Regions from separate parts of the Oryctolagus cuniculus genome. Here region 1 is linked to region 2. Evidence: chromatin contacts called from public Micro-C data. All regions are on one chromosome and are shown on one strand. The core of a region is the stretch at or near the end of the contact, and the rest is flanking DNA. Distances in the headings are between cores, read along the strand shown.

Evidence for each region. A called contact is a pair of places that touch in the nucleus more often than the background predicts.
Region 1: a Micro-C map of ear pinna shows a contact between it and region 2, with 3 times the contacts expected there. The contact joins two enhancer-like sites. A contact is called at or near these places in 2 of 6 Hi-C or Micro-C datasets (ear pinna and an unstated tissue).

Annotation. Positions count from the first base shown.
Region 1 is chr15:67,066,633-67,073,160 of mOryCun1.1, reverse strand. All of the region lies in intron 2 of LRMDA (leucine rich melanocyte differentiation associated), which reads right to left. Among named protein-coding and RNA genes, the nearest start is that of LRMDA, 620 kb to the right of the region's middle. Within about 2 kb of position 1,745, at least 3 of the 8 cell types and tissues checked have an H3K27ac peak or open chromatin away from gene starts, as enhancers often do. A contact at or near this core is called in ear pinna, where this site is marked.
Region 2 is chr15:66,383,589-66,389,999 of mOryCun1.1, reverse strand. No RefSeq gene overlaps it. Among named protein-coding and RNA genes, the nearest start is that of ZNF503, 41 kb to the left of the region's middle. Within about 2 kb of position 4,784, at least 3 of the 8 cell types and tissues checked have an H3K27ac peak or open chromatin away from gene starts, as enhancers often do. A contact at or near this core is called in ear pinna, where this site is marked.

The DNA of each region.
Region 1 (6,528 bases), core at 496-2,995, 690 kb before region 2:
AATCCACAGATTCCACTGGGCCGAGGGTTCCTCCGCCTGCACAACCCATTACAGCCAGACCTCAGGTGGCCCCACCCGTGCCCCGATACCCAGAACAGCCCTGCTCCCACAGCCAGTGCTGCCTGCCCCAGTGCAGGAGGACAAGGCAACCCCATTTGCCACTGAGAGTCTTGGGCTCCTCATATTGCATTTCCTCCCCGTCCCCCCCCCCCTTCTTCTCAGTTCTGGAAGGCAAATCACAACTTGCACATACCTGGGCAGCAAGGTTTGGGCCTTCACCCCAGCCCCACCACTTCTGTGGAGTCTGAACTTAAGCCTTTCAAAAACCGATCTGAACTGATTTGTTCTGTGCTGCTTCCTGTTCACAGGGCCTCATGGAGAATAAATAAAAGCATGAACAAGCGACTAGTAAATGCTGGTTCCTTTGTTGTCCTTCGACCTTTGATTCAGTGACTTTTCCTGAGACCCTGACCTTGAGGGAGGGCTTAGTGGGTGGGCAGAGGAACAAACTTTTTTTGCAGGGTCTTCAAACAGTTCATGGAAAACCCATGATGTGCAAAACCTACTCATGCACTGTTTTTTTGTTTGTTTGTTTGTTTTGTTTTTGCACCAAAAAACTGCTCTTTGAGTTCCATGAAGGCTGTCAAGTTCTCTCTTACAGAGGTGTGTGGAGAATCTTCAGACTCTTTGAAGTCACTTCCTCCATGGGGGTCACAAGAGGAGCTGAGGCCACCTCCCAACAGGGAACCCTATAGGGCGGCTAATAGGTCCTTTGTGCACAACATCAGTGGGGCTCTGGTCAAAGGCAACATCCAAACATCATTGTTCCCAGTGATGTTATGCAAATATTACACTCTTATCCTGAGAACCAGCAAATGGTAGGCAAACAGAAGAAAGGTCCCTCCCAAGAGTGTTTCAGGGGAGGCAGAAAACAGGATGACACAGCGTGGTGTGGGACAAAATCCCAAACAGGAGGCAGTGCCTACTACCCGTGGAGAGGTGACCCCCCCCCCCCAAACACACACCCGGGAATGAGCACTGCCCAGCTCCACACAGAGCAAAACCTCAGAGAAGAGTGGGAAGATGTGCCCCAACCCCTCTGTCACCTGTCTGCTTTCAATATTCCTTTCTCCGTGCAAGGGAACCACGTTAACTCAGCAGCTGCTAATTCATACATCCCTGTTGTCATGTCAGCAATGTGATGTAGACTTGGTGATTTAATCAGATAGATTCAGAGGTGAGGAACTGGGGCCAGGAGGCAGAGAGCAGCGGAGGCAAGGGGCAGAATTTGTAGGAATCGGCTGGAGTAGGGGACAAGAAATAGACCAGGAAGATGGCTTTACTGTTTATTTCCTAAAAGCATTACTGTTACTGTTGTTATTGAGGTCCAGGAAGGAGTAGGAAAAAGAAATAATTCATGTCAATCTTCGAGTTCACACCCTACATGAGAATACCAGCTACCTGCAAATAGATCCCTGCTCTTCAGTGAAATAACAGGGCGAAAGCCTCATAAGATCCACTCAGACCTATGTGGTTTAAGGAGATGGCAATGGTGGTGACAGGAAAAACATCACGAGACTGCAAGGTCTGCTATAACCTGGTGTGTAGACAGCAAACTGCACCCTAAGAGGAGAACCCCGGCAAAGGGCTAACAGTTACCCTGGCGTCACTCACCAGCTCCCTTGGCAGGGACTGCAATGTTAGAAGCCAGAGGACAGAGCTTCACCCATGACCTGGGTACAGCCAGCTTCACAGAGATCCTCGTGCCTGGGCTGGCTGGAAGAACAGGCTTGGGAAATGCGACCGGCTCCTGGGCAGCTCTCTGCAGGCTGCCTGCCTCCTGCCTCCCCATCAGGAAGGCGGCCCTGATCTCACCCCCAGATACCAGCTCAGCCACCTTGGTCACAAGGCTGGGCCTGGGCTCCCCCAGGAGTGGCTGCGGCTGCAGGGAGAGTCCCAGTGCCTTCTCCAAAGTCACATCAAAATGACAAAACATCACAACACATTGGGCTCCAGTGGATTCAAACAGAGAGAACTTTTAAGTTTCCACTGTAATTAACCCTATCCTCGTTAAGATAATTATGATCAAGCTTCCTGTCACAGTTAATATCCCGGCATCATCGCCTGTGGCTCACACTCTGCCCTCATTAGCTTATAAAAACAGCGGCACTAAACAGGCAGCGGCTGCCTTGCCCGGGCTAGAGGGGGCTCTTGGGCAGGGCAGCGGGCCCTACAAAGGGCTGCCCCTGGGAATCCAATCCCTTCTGCTCCTGGATGGGCACAAACTCAGCCATCTTTATCCTTTCCCTGAAAATGGCCACTAACCAAAAAGGGAAGTAGTAGGACCATGAGGCAGGGCTGGTGGGCTAGGAGCACAGAAATTTCTGTATAGCAACCCCTCCTGGCCCCTTACCCAGCAAAAGACCAGTCTGCACATTTTGCCATAAAACCCACCACGCAACACTTGCAGAGCCCTGCTCCAACCCCGAGGAGACAAGCTGGGCTAGGAGTGAAACGTCTCCTCCTTCGGCTCCCACACAACCCCAGGGTGAGGGCGTGGCACCAGATGGGCAGAGGGCCACAGGGATGGTTCCCCACAGACCTCATGGCTGACATGTGCAGCCACGTGAGGCCTCAAATACAGTACCAGAAGTTGGGATGTTTGCAAACCAAACAAGCAAACATGATATTCACTAAGATTTTACCTAATTCCTCAACTACTTCTACCCAGACATCCTGATCCACATTTTCAAATGAGAAAACAGAAAGGCCGTGGAAACCCTAAAGGGCCTAACCTGTGCCACTCACATCGGTCACAGTGGGCACACCTGCAAGGGCGGCCCGAGTGAGTGCTCTTTTATTTACTCTCCAAGAGGGCCCTTTGAGCAGGAAGGAACACAGAGGTGAGTTCAGATCGGTTTTTGAAAGGCTCAAGTTCAGACTCCACGGAAGTGGTGGGGCTGCCTAGGTATGTGCAAGTTGTGATTTGCCTTCCAGAACCGAGAATAAAGAGAGGAGGAGGAGGAGGAGGAGGAGGAGGGGGAGGAGGAAATGCAACACAACAAGTCCCAGACCCTCAGTGGCAAATGGGGCCGCCTTGGCCTGCACTGGGGCAGGCAGCGCTGGCTGTGGGAGCAGAGCTGTGCTGGGTGTTGGGGCATGGGTGGGGCCATCTGAGGTTTGGCAGGAATGGGACATGCAGGTGAGGGAACCCTAGCCAAGTGGAATCTTTGGATTTGATTACTTACAATGCATTTTACACCTCGTGAGGATCTACTCCCTGCTTTGGTACCCCCCATGGCAGAGGTCCCACAGGGGACTCTGAGCGATCTGCCTGCTCTGCCTTCCAACAAATGTGAGTTTCAGAACAGCCTTGACAGGCCAAGAAGGCTGCCAGACACACACGGAGGGCTCAGCACCTCCTTGGAAACCAACCACTCTCTAGCCATGAGCCTGGCAGTGGAAAACCAGCCAAGAGACTCCCAAGGGCAGGACAGAGAGTGGACTCAGGGCACCAGCCAAGGGCTAGAAGACCAACTTTTCTGCAAAGACCAGAATGCCTAGGGCCTCCCCCATATGTGTACTGAGCTTAGTCATCCGAGAACAGAAAGGACAGCCGTTCAGCAAGTCTGCACTTGTACACCAGCACTAGCTATTAAAATATAAACAAGGTGGGAGTCTGGCTTAGCGATTAAGATACTCCTTGGGTTGCATACATACCCTATCAGGGTGCATGGGTTTGAATCTCAACTCCAACCCCTATTCCAGCTTCCTACTAAAGTGCATGCCAGGAGGCAGCAGGTAACATTCCAATGAATTGGTCCCTGCTACCCATACGAGACACCTGGACTGAGTCTCCAGCTCATGGCTTTGACCTGGCTCAGGCCTGACCATTGCAGACAATTGGGGGCGAGGGGCGGAACCAGTGGATGGGGGGTTTCTGTCTGTCTCTTTAATAAACAAGGTAAGTAAAACATTTTTAAAACAATTACTTATTAAAATACCTCCTTACCCGTTCCTAAACAACTACAGCTCTGAGTACCCACCCTCCCTGTTACTCAGCTACACCCTGTAGCAACCCACACCCCTGCTCAGACCTCTTCACTAGGCAGCAACTAAGTGGTCAATGCTCAGGACAGCTTAGAGCCACCAGGAACCCTGCTCCAGTCATGGGCCATCTGATTGGCCACTGTGTTGCTAACTAAATAGAGCAGAAAGGGTAATCTTTTCTTGTTCCCCTGCCCATCCCACACACCAAGTCTAGTGTCTGGTACACAGTAACTTCCCCCAGAGGACACAACCAATGTCACCAGGACAAGACAGGCCATACCAGGAAACACAGTGCTAACTGGGAAAAGTGAAGGGAGAAAGATGTGGCTGCTCATGTCCAGAAAACAGTCCAGTGGACAGTCTACTCGCTTGGCCTATAAGAAGTACTACTTCTTCCTGCCATAAAACCCTTTTCATGGGGCCGGCGCCATGGCTCACTTGGTTAATCCTCCGTCTGTGGCACTGGCACCCTATATGGACACCAGGTTCTAGTCCCAGTTGCTCCTCTTCCAGTCCAGCTCTCTGCTGTGGCCCAGGAAGGCAGTAGAGGATGGCCCAAGTGCTTGGGCCCTGTACCCACATGCGAGACCAGGAAGAAGCACCTGGCTCTGGCTTCGGTTGGCACAGCACCAGCCGTGACAGCCATTTGGGGAGTGAATCAATGGAGGGAAGACCTTTCTCTCTGTCTCTCTCACTGTCTATAACTCTGTCAAATAAAAAAAAAAAAACCTCTTTTCATGTCCTATTTAAATGGCTGGGTGAACAGATAGGCAGACTATTTAATTGGCTCATTGGCTCTATGTATTTTTCTGCTATTCAGCATATAATATGTATATATATATGTATATATATGTATATATAAGATTTAGTTCACACTGTAAGTTTATCAATATGGGGATAGAAATTTCTTTAAGAAACAGAAGAGCAGGGATGGCACTGTGGAATAGTAGGATAAGCTTCTGTTTGCAGTGCCAACATCACATATGGGCGCCGGTTCATGTCCCAGCTGCTCCTCTTCCAATTCAGCTCTCTGTTAGTGCCCTGGGACAGCAGTAGAAAATGGCCCAAATGCTTGGGCCCCTGCACCTGCATGAGAGACCCCGAAGAAGCTCTTGGCTTCCGGTTTTGGATCAGCTTAGCTCTGGCAGTTTAGACTACTTGAGGAGTGAACCAACAGATAGAAGACTTTTCACTCTGTCTTTCCCTCTCTCTACCTGTAACTCTACCTCTCAAATAAATAAATAAATCTAAAAAAAAGAAGGAAATAGAAAAGCTTGTTGCTGGCACTGTGGCATAGCAAGTAAAGCCGTGGCCTGCAGCACCAGAATCCCATATGTGCACTGGTTCAAGTCCTAACTGCTCCTCTTCTGATCTGGTTCCTTGCTAATGTACCTGGGAAAGAAGTGGAAAATGGCCCAAGTGCTTGGGCTCCTGTACTCACGCAGGAGACCCAGATGAAGCTCTTGGATCCTGGCTTCTATCTGGCCCAGCCCTGGTCATCCTGGCCATTTGGGGAGTGAACCAGCAGATGGATGATATCTTTCTTTCTGTCTCTCCCTCTTTCTCTCTGTAACTCATTCAACTAAATGAATGAATGAATGAATGAAATATAAGAGCAGAGAAAGGACTCTGAGCTGTGTAAGACAGAACAGACACTGACATCAAGTGCATCACATGGGATCAAAGTTAACTCCAAAGTCCTACTGGGCCCCCATCATGGTAGAAAATCCCTGAGCTGCAGAGAATAAAATTCAACACTGATGTAAGAGATCTGAATCCAAAACTACTCAAAACAATTAAGGTAGTTACTTCAGTCTGAAGCCTTCAAATACCATACCTGAGGACACCTAGGGAATCTTTGAAATATAATACATGAAGAATTACGGAGCATGAGTACGGTGCCAGAAACCCAGAAATACGTAAAGTTCCTGATACTTGAACTGGTGAATTTATAAATTTACACATAGTGAATTCTAATTAGATAATAACTCTGAGGATCTGGGGTTTTCCTGCCTTAGGACAAAGTGAATTAATGTACCTGATAATGTTATCCTTTTTGCTTTTACCACCAGGAAGCTCAAAGCTAAATTGTGATCCAGTCTTAAAAATGTAAAACCTCATGATCTCTGTATCTGCTTCCTAACTTCATTGTCATGGCTTATAATTTTCTACAGCCTTGATATTTATCTATATATTGATTCTTTTGTTTTATTATTTCTGATTCACTAATCCAAACACTTTGTGGAATGAGGTAGACATGTAATACATCACAGGCTCTCAAACAGCAGCTTCTGCACACTAATGACAAGCTCTGTGAAAAGAGCCGTTAATGGAGACGCTTGACTAGGAGGAGAGAAGAAATATATTGTATCCAGAATTCAAAATGGCTTTGAATAAGCTTCTGAGGATGTCCTTGTGACAGGAAGGCAAAAATAGGCTAGAAGCTGACAACTTTAGATAGAGTCATCACTGGCTCAG
Region 2 (6,411 bases), core at 3,535-6,034:
GTAGGTTCATGGGCTTGACAGTGCAATCTCACACCCGCTCTGTGCCAAGATGTATGGGGCACCCGGAAGTCCCAGAGCTGTTCCTGCCTTCAAGGTACTGACGATCTCCTGGGAGAAAGGACACGCATCAGCAAAGAAGCCAGCAACAGCAGCGGTTGAAGGGTCTCCTGAGCAGAGCACCCAAGGGGTACAAGTTTCCTTGTAGGATGGTTAGAAACAGAAAAGAGAAGAAAACCATCCGAAGGAATCCTGATGGAGATGCCCTAAAATTCAAAGCTCAGGACTAGGCTCTCTCCTCAGACTGCTGAGAGCAGGTGCTGCATTCATGATGCTTTTTGGTATTTTAATTAGAAGGGCAAAGAGAGAGACAGAGAGACAAAGAGAAATATGGAGAACAAGGGAGCAGAAAGACAGAAGAGAGTCAAAGAGATGGAATCTGAGATCTCCCATGTGCTGGTTCACTCCCCAAATGCCTGCAACAGCTGGGGTTTGGCCAGGCTGAAGGCAGGAGCCAGAAACTCCATCTGGGTGTCCCATGTGAACGTCAGGGTCCCAAGTACTTGAGCCATTATCAGTGCCTTCCAGGGTGCCTGTTAGGAAGAAGCTGGAATCAGAAGCTGAGCAGGTCTTAAACCCAGGATCCTGACATGATGCAGGCATCCCAAGGAGTGTTGCAACCACTGTGCCAAACACCTGAGCCACAAGACCACTTTACAACTGGCAGGACTCAACTTCTCTCTACAGTAGGCTAGAATTAGTGTACACAGCGTTATTTTCTGATAATCTGATTTTGTTTCCACTTCAGTTGGCTATGGGCAAAGAATGCCAGCTATCTTAAAAGACACCAGGATGGTGCACACCCGGCTTTTCCCCAAATAGCTATATTCTAGTACTACCAGATGTAGGACATACATGTCCAGCAGCATGCAAGCACACATGCACACACATGCAACACACACAGACCTCACTGCCTTCCAGGGTCTGAATTAGCAGTAAGCTGGAATCTGGAGGCAGAGACGGGAACTGAACCCAAACCCTCTTATTTGAGATGTGGGCATCTTAACCTCCCCCATGCTGAGTTCTGAATGCCCTGGAAACAATGACTGTGAGTTCTCAGAGGGCTGGGACTGGACCTAGAACAAGCACTTGGTGCCTGGCAGTGCCTTTGCTCCCGTGTTCCACTGAACAGTACTGGCGACAGTAATAATTCACTGGGAACAGACATCAGGCTCTGGGCTGAGCACCTGGTTATCTCATTGACTCTGCTTTATTTTTATTTTTTGACAGGTAGAGTGGACAGAGAGAGAGAGAGAGAGAGAGAGAGAGAAAGGTCTTCCTTTGCCGTTGGTTCACCCTCCAATGGCCGCTACGGCCAGCGCGCTGCGGCCAGTGCACTGCGCTGATCTGAAGGCAGGAGCCAGGTGCTTCTCCTGGTCTCCCATGGGGTGCAGGGCCCAAGCACCTGGGCCATCCTCCACTGCACTCCCGGCCACAGCAGAGAGCTGGCCTGGAAGAGGGGCAACCGGGACAGAATCTGGCGCCCCGACCGGGACTAGAACCTGGTGTGCCGGCGCCACAAGGCGGAGGATTAGCCTAGTGAGCCACGGCACCGGCTCTCACTGACTCTTACAAGGACCCTAACAGGAAAACAGCTTTAGGATTTCCACTGAGGAAGAATAGCGAGGAAATTAAGTCTAAGAGCAGGCCTTGGCCAGCGCCGCGGCTCAACAGGCTAATCCTCCACCTGCAGCGCCGGCACACCGCGTTCTAGTCCCAGTTGGAGCGCCGGATTCTGTCCCGGTTGCTCCTCTTCCAGGCCAGCTCTCTGCTGTGGCCCGGGAGTACAGTGGAGGATAGCTCAGGTCCTTGGGCCCTGCACCCACATGGGAGACCAGGAGAAGCACCTGGCTCCTGGCTTTGGATCAGCGCGTGCGCTTGCCACAGTGTGCCAGCCACAGCGACCACTGGAGGGTGAACCAACGGAAAAGGAAGACCTTTCTCTCTGTCTCTCTTTCTCTCTCACTGTCCACCTGCCTGTCCAAAAAAAAAAAAAAAAGAGCAGGCCTTGCCAAGTTGGTAAGAGCTGGGATCCTAACCAGATCTTTCTTCCCTCGGAGCCTAACCTACAGTGTTAGCCACTCCCCTGGAGCTCCCAGGGCAGCAGAGGACACGTGCTCAGCTGGTACAGCTGAGGAAGAACCTCTGACTCCAGGCCCCTGGATAGGCAGCTCTTGGTTTCCATGTGTGCATTATCCCCAAGTGCAGTGCCAGTCTCTACATCGACCTTCAACTAGACTGTGTCCAGGAAGAGGATCTTCTAATCCTAGAAGTGAAATCACCAACGGCATAGCGGGTAAAGCCGCCACCTGCAGTGCTGGCATAAATATGGGCACCGGTTCAAGTTCCGGTTGTAAGGTATGAAGACAACTTGGCAGTTAAAACCCCACCCTGGGCCGAGGGTGGACACTTCCCATCCAGCTCTCTGCTATGACCTGGGAAAGCAGTAGAAGACGGCCCAAGTCTTTGGGCCCCTGCACCAGCATGGGATACTTGGAAGAAGCTCCTGGCTCCTGGCTTCGGATTGGCACAGCTCTGCCCATTGCAGCCATCTGGGGAGTGAATCAGTGGATGGAAGACACACCTGTCTGTCTGTCTGTCTGTTTCTCTCTCTTTCTCTTTGCCTCTCTGTAATTCTGCCTTTCAAATAAATAAATAAATCTTTGAAAAAAATCACCAGTGAATACAGAGTAATAACAGTCAACCTAGTGTCTCAAACGGACACTCAAATCTGTACATTCTCCATCGATATGACTTCTCCATGCCTGAGCCTGTTTCCAGACCCAGACTCTGTTGGCCAGTGCCCTTGAAGGGCACCTGAGCTGGGATGAGCACTGGGTTCGGCTCTGGTCTGGCCAGGTAAAGCCCCACAACTGGCTCCATGGAACCTTATCTGCCACGGTCCACACAACAGGCCAAGCCCACTCATGGGGGAGAAAGGACAACAGCAGTCAACCATGAGGTCTTCAAGCTGGGTCTGGGGACAGACTCCAAGCAACCGCAACAGGGCCAGGGCCAGGACCAGGGAGCAGTGAGAGGAGCCTCAGGTGCAAATATTAAGGAGGCAGCTGCTCAGTGTCACTCAGGACAGGCCACAAAACCGAGTGCTCCCCAGATTCTGGGCTCTAGATACCTCTCTTCCCAGCCCTCACCCTGACCTGTCCTGGGTCTGTCACCCATGGGAAGCGTCAAGAAGCCCTGTCTCCTTGGCCCACCTGGAGATGGCAGGAGTAGGGAACGTTGGCTTCCAATCAGTCCCTGCTCCTCCAGAGCCTTGGACACGGGCTGGGTCTGTGACCAAAATTCTAAGGAAACTGACTTACATAAGCACAAACAGAGGAGAAACCCAAGCCAATTACTGGCTCATGTCAGTGAAAGTTCAGGGTTGTCTGGCCCCAGATCCAGGGCTGGATCCAGTTACCCAACATCCACTACCTCCTCCTCCTCTCCATCTCCAAGCTCAACACTCTTCCTGACCACACACTAATCGAAGGTAGACACAGGATCGTCACTTGGACCTGGGATAACACACAAACACAGCAAAACAAAGGGTTGACCACTGGGGGTACAGGAGACACCAGGGGCTCTCCCTCCAGAGAACAAAGTGATGGCTCCACTCTCAGGTTCTGGAAACTTCTCCCAAGTGCAGGCAAGAAGGCTCGAGCAACTTCAAGCTTGCTTCTGGCCAGCTCTGTGGACAGAGAGAGCTTCTCTTTTGTAGGAGTCCTAACAATAGCTCCCACCAGCCTAGCTCCCACCAGCCCAGCTCCACTGCCATGCACACAACCAAACTCACCATTGTGGGCCACTCTGCTCTGACTGCCTAACTCTACCCATGTGCTGACTCTCCGAGGGCCCTGGATGTTCAACCCCATTCAGATCCACCCAACACTTGGTCAGAGACGTTGGCTTCACAATGCAGAAACTGGGTGCCCTTGCAGGAAGGCTGGGTGCTGGGCAGTCAGACTCAAGAACTGGAGAGTCTTCTGAAATGCTAGTGGCACCCAGCCCACCTCTGGGAGCCCAGAGCACCTGCTGCCCGGGTTTCTGTGGTCCATGGCAATCTCTGAAGGCTTTCCTAAGGCATGAAATGTGCCTGGCTCTCCTTGGGCCACCTAACCCTCCCCCTGAGAGCCTGGCCAATGACTTGTGCATTACAGTCACTCAGGAAGAATTTGCTGACGTTATGAAAGCATGAATGAGGAACTGTGCCGGGGCTAGGCCCCAAACTTTTATTAACTGCGAGGTTAAAAGCTATCGAGGGTCAGGGGCACCGCAAAGGGGCAAAGCGAGTGAGTCAATTAACACCTGCCTTTTTATTTCCAAATCGAATTGTTGCGTGAGGTTTGGCGATGATGTCACCACTCGGCAGCGACGGGGCAGGATTTATGAGCCAGGGTATGTGGAGCCATGGTCTGAGCAGGCAGCTGGCGAGAGTCTCTTACCCTAACTGCCCTCGACTGGAAATCTCCCGAAAATAATGGTTGTAAGGCGTGAAGGCAACTTGGCAGTTACAACCCCACCCTAGGCCGAGGGTGGACGTGAGTTGAGTCACTTTTTCCTGGGCTGGTTTAGAAGGTCGGGCCTCCCGCTGGGAGAGGATAGGAGTGGGAATGTTGCAAGGGGAAGGGGCAGGCTGGATGTTAGCTTAGCCTGGGGCCCTGGGAACGGGAGCAGCTCCACTGGCCTGGTTGGCATCTGAGTAGGAAAGGGCATTAGGCCCTTGTTCATGTCCGTGCGCTGTCTGCTCCCTGACACAAGCAGGAGGCACCTCTACTGAAAGGAGGGACCCACAAACCCCTCCAAGGCCTGCTGCAAGGCTCGGGAGGCAGGCAGGCAGGCAGACAGGCAGGTGCTCCCCCTCCAGCCCTCGCCACCCGTGCCTGGGTCCGAATGATGAATTTTCAACTGGGTCATTAAATGCTGATTGAAGCAGTGGAGAGGAGAACAGGAGAAACAAACCAGCTTCAAGCGTTGTACATACACACACTCCCTCCCCGGGCCCCCCTGCCCCTTTCTCGAGCTGCCTCCAAGTCCGTTCCAACCCTCCATTGGAAATGCTATAAAAGGCCAGGTTAATTAAGTCCTATATATTACAGCGCAAACACTTCCAACTTTATTCCGGCAGCTCGGTGAGTGAGGAGGAGGCCAAGCCAGGTCCAGGCAGCTCAGGGTAATAAAACAGAAGACTCAATTACCTTGTACATTTGCAGTTTTTATAAAATCATTTAAAGTTCTCCCAATGAAAAGCACAGCGGAGAGGGATTGCCATCCTCAAACCCAGCAGGAGCGCAGGGAACGGGGGATTTTAGAGCAGCCACAGAGAACACAGTCATCGGGCCAGGCCCCTGCTCTCCTGAGCAGGGCAGCCTTCTCTGCTGGGCAGTTCCAAACACTGAGGAAGGAGAGGGGACCAGGGGTGCCTCACTCACACACTAAGCACCCCCAGACCGGGAGGCCTGGCTGGGGCTTCCCATCACTTCCTTGGGAAGGTATCACCCCCAGCGATGGAGGAGGAGATGGTGTCCAACCACGCAGACCCTCTGTGCCCCACCGGCTGCACTCCAACTCCTGCTCCTCCATCTAAGCTACCAGGCCTCCCATCTGCACATCATAGCACAAGGTCCAAACATCAGGCTCCGGAGCCCAGGGGTCTGCATTCAAACCCCAGGTCACCTACTTCCTAGCTGTGTGCCCCTGAGTAAATTTGGCAGCGTCTCTGAGCCTTGAAGAAATAACCTTCCTTACGTGCATAGTCCGCTCACAGCATCATTAATGGAATAATGTTGTATATCAGATGCTCAGCCCTGAGCCTAGCGCATACCACATACTGGTTATTATTGCACTTATTGGACCTGCACGGTCCGAGGGAGAGCTGGCGGAGCTGAGCGAGCCAGGCTCTGTGCAGAAGACGAGGGTTCCAGGAGCTCTCCCAAGGTCCTCCTCTACCCCATGGTGACGTCACCTACCAGTGCACTCCCCAGTGGGCGGAAACCCTTTCCCCATCAAAGGACCCTGCTTCTTCCCACAGGATGGACAGAAACAAGAGCCGCGCGGAAGTCAAACGACACTCTTCTCCGATAAACAGAAACTGCTGGATCCACTTCCTCCTTCAGGAATCCAATAGAAAACCTTGGCTCAGCAGCAACCCCCAGAGGGATAAATTATCCTCTGGGCTGCAGCCGCTGTGCCCACAGCAGTACCTCCCGGCAGGCGGATACAACTAAGCCCCGATGCGCCTCATCTCCATCAAACCTCTCAGGGCCTCCAGGGGAGACTCTGAGACTCGGCACCAGCCAGCACGTGGCGGGCTCAGGATCGGGGACCTTGTGACGCCCTGGGCCCCTCTCAGGG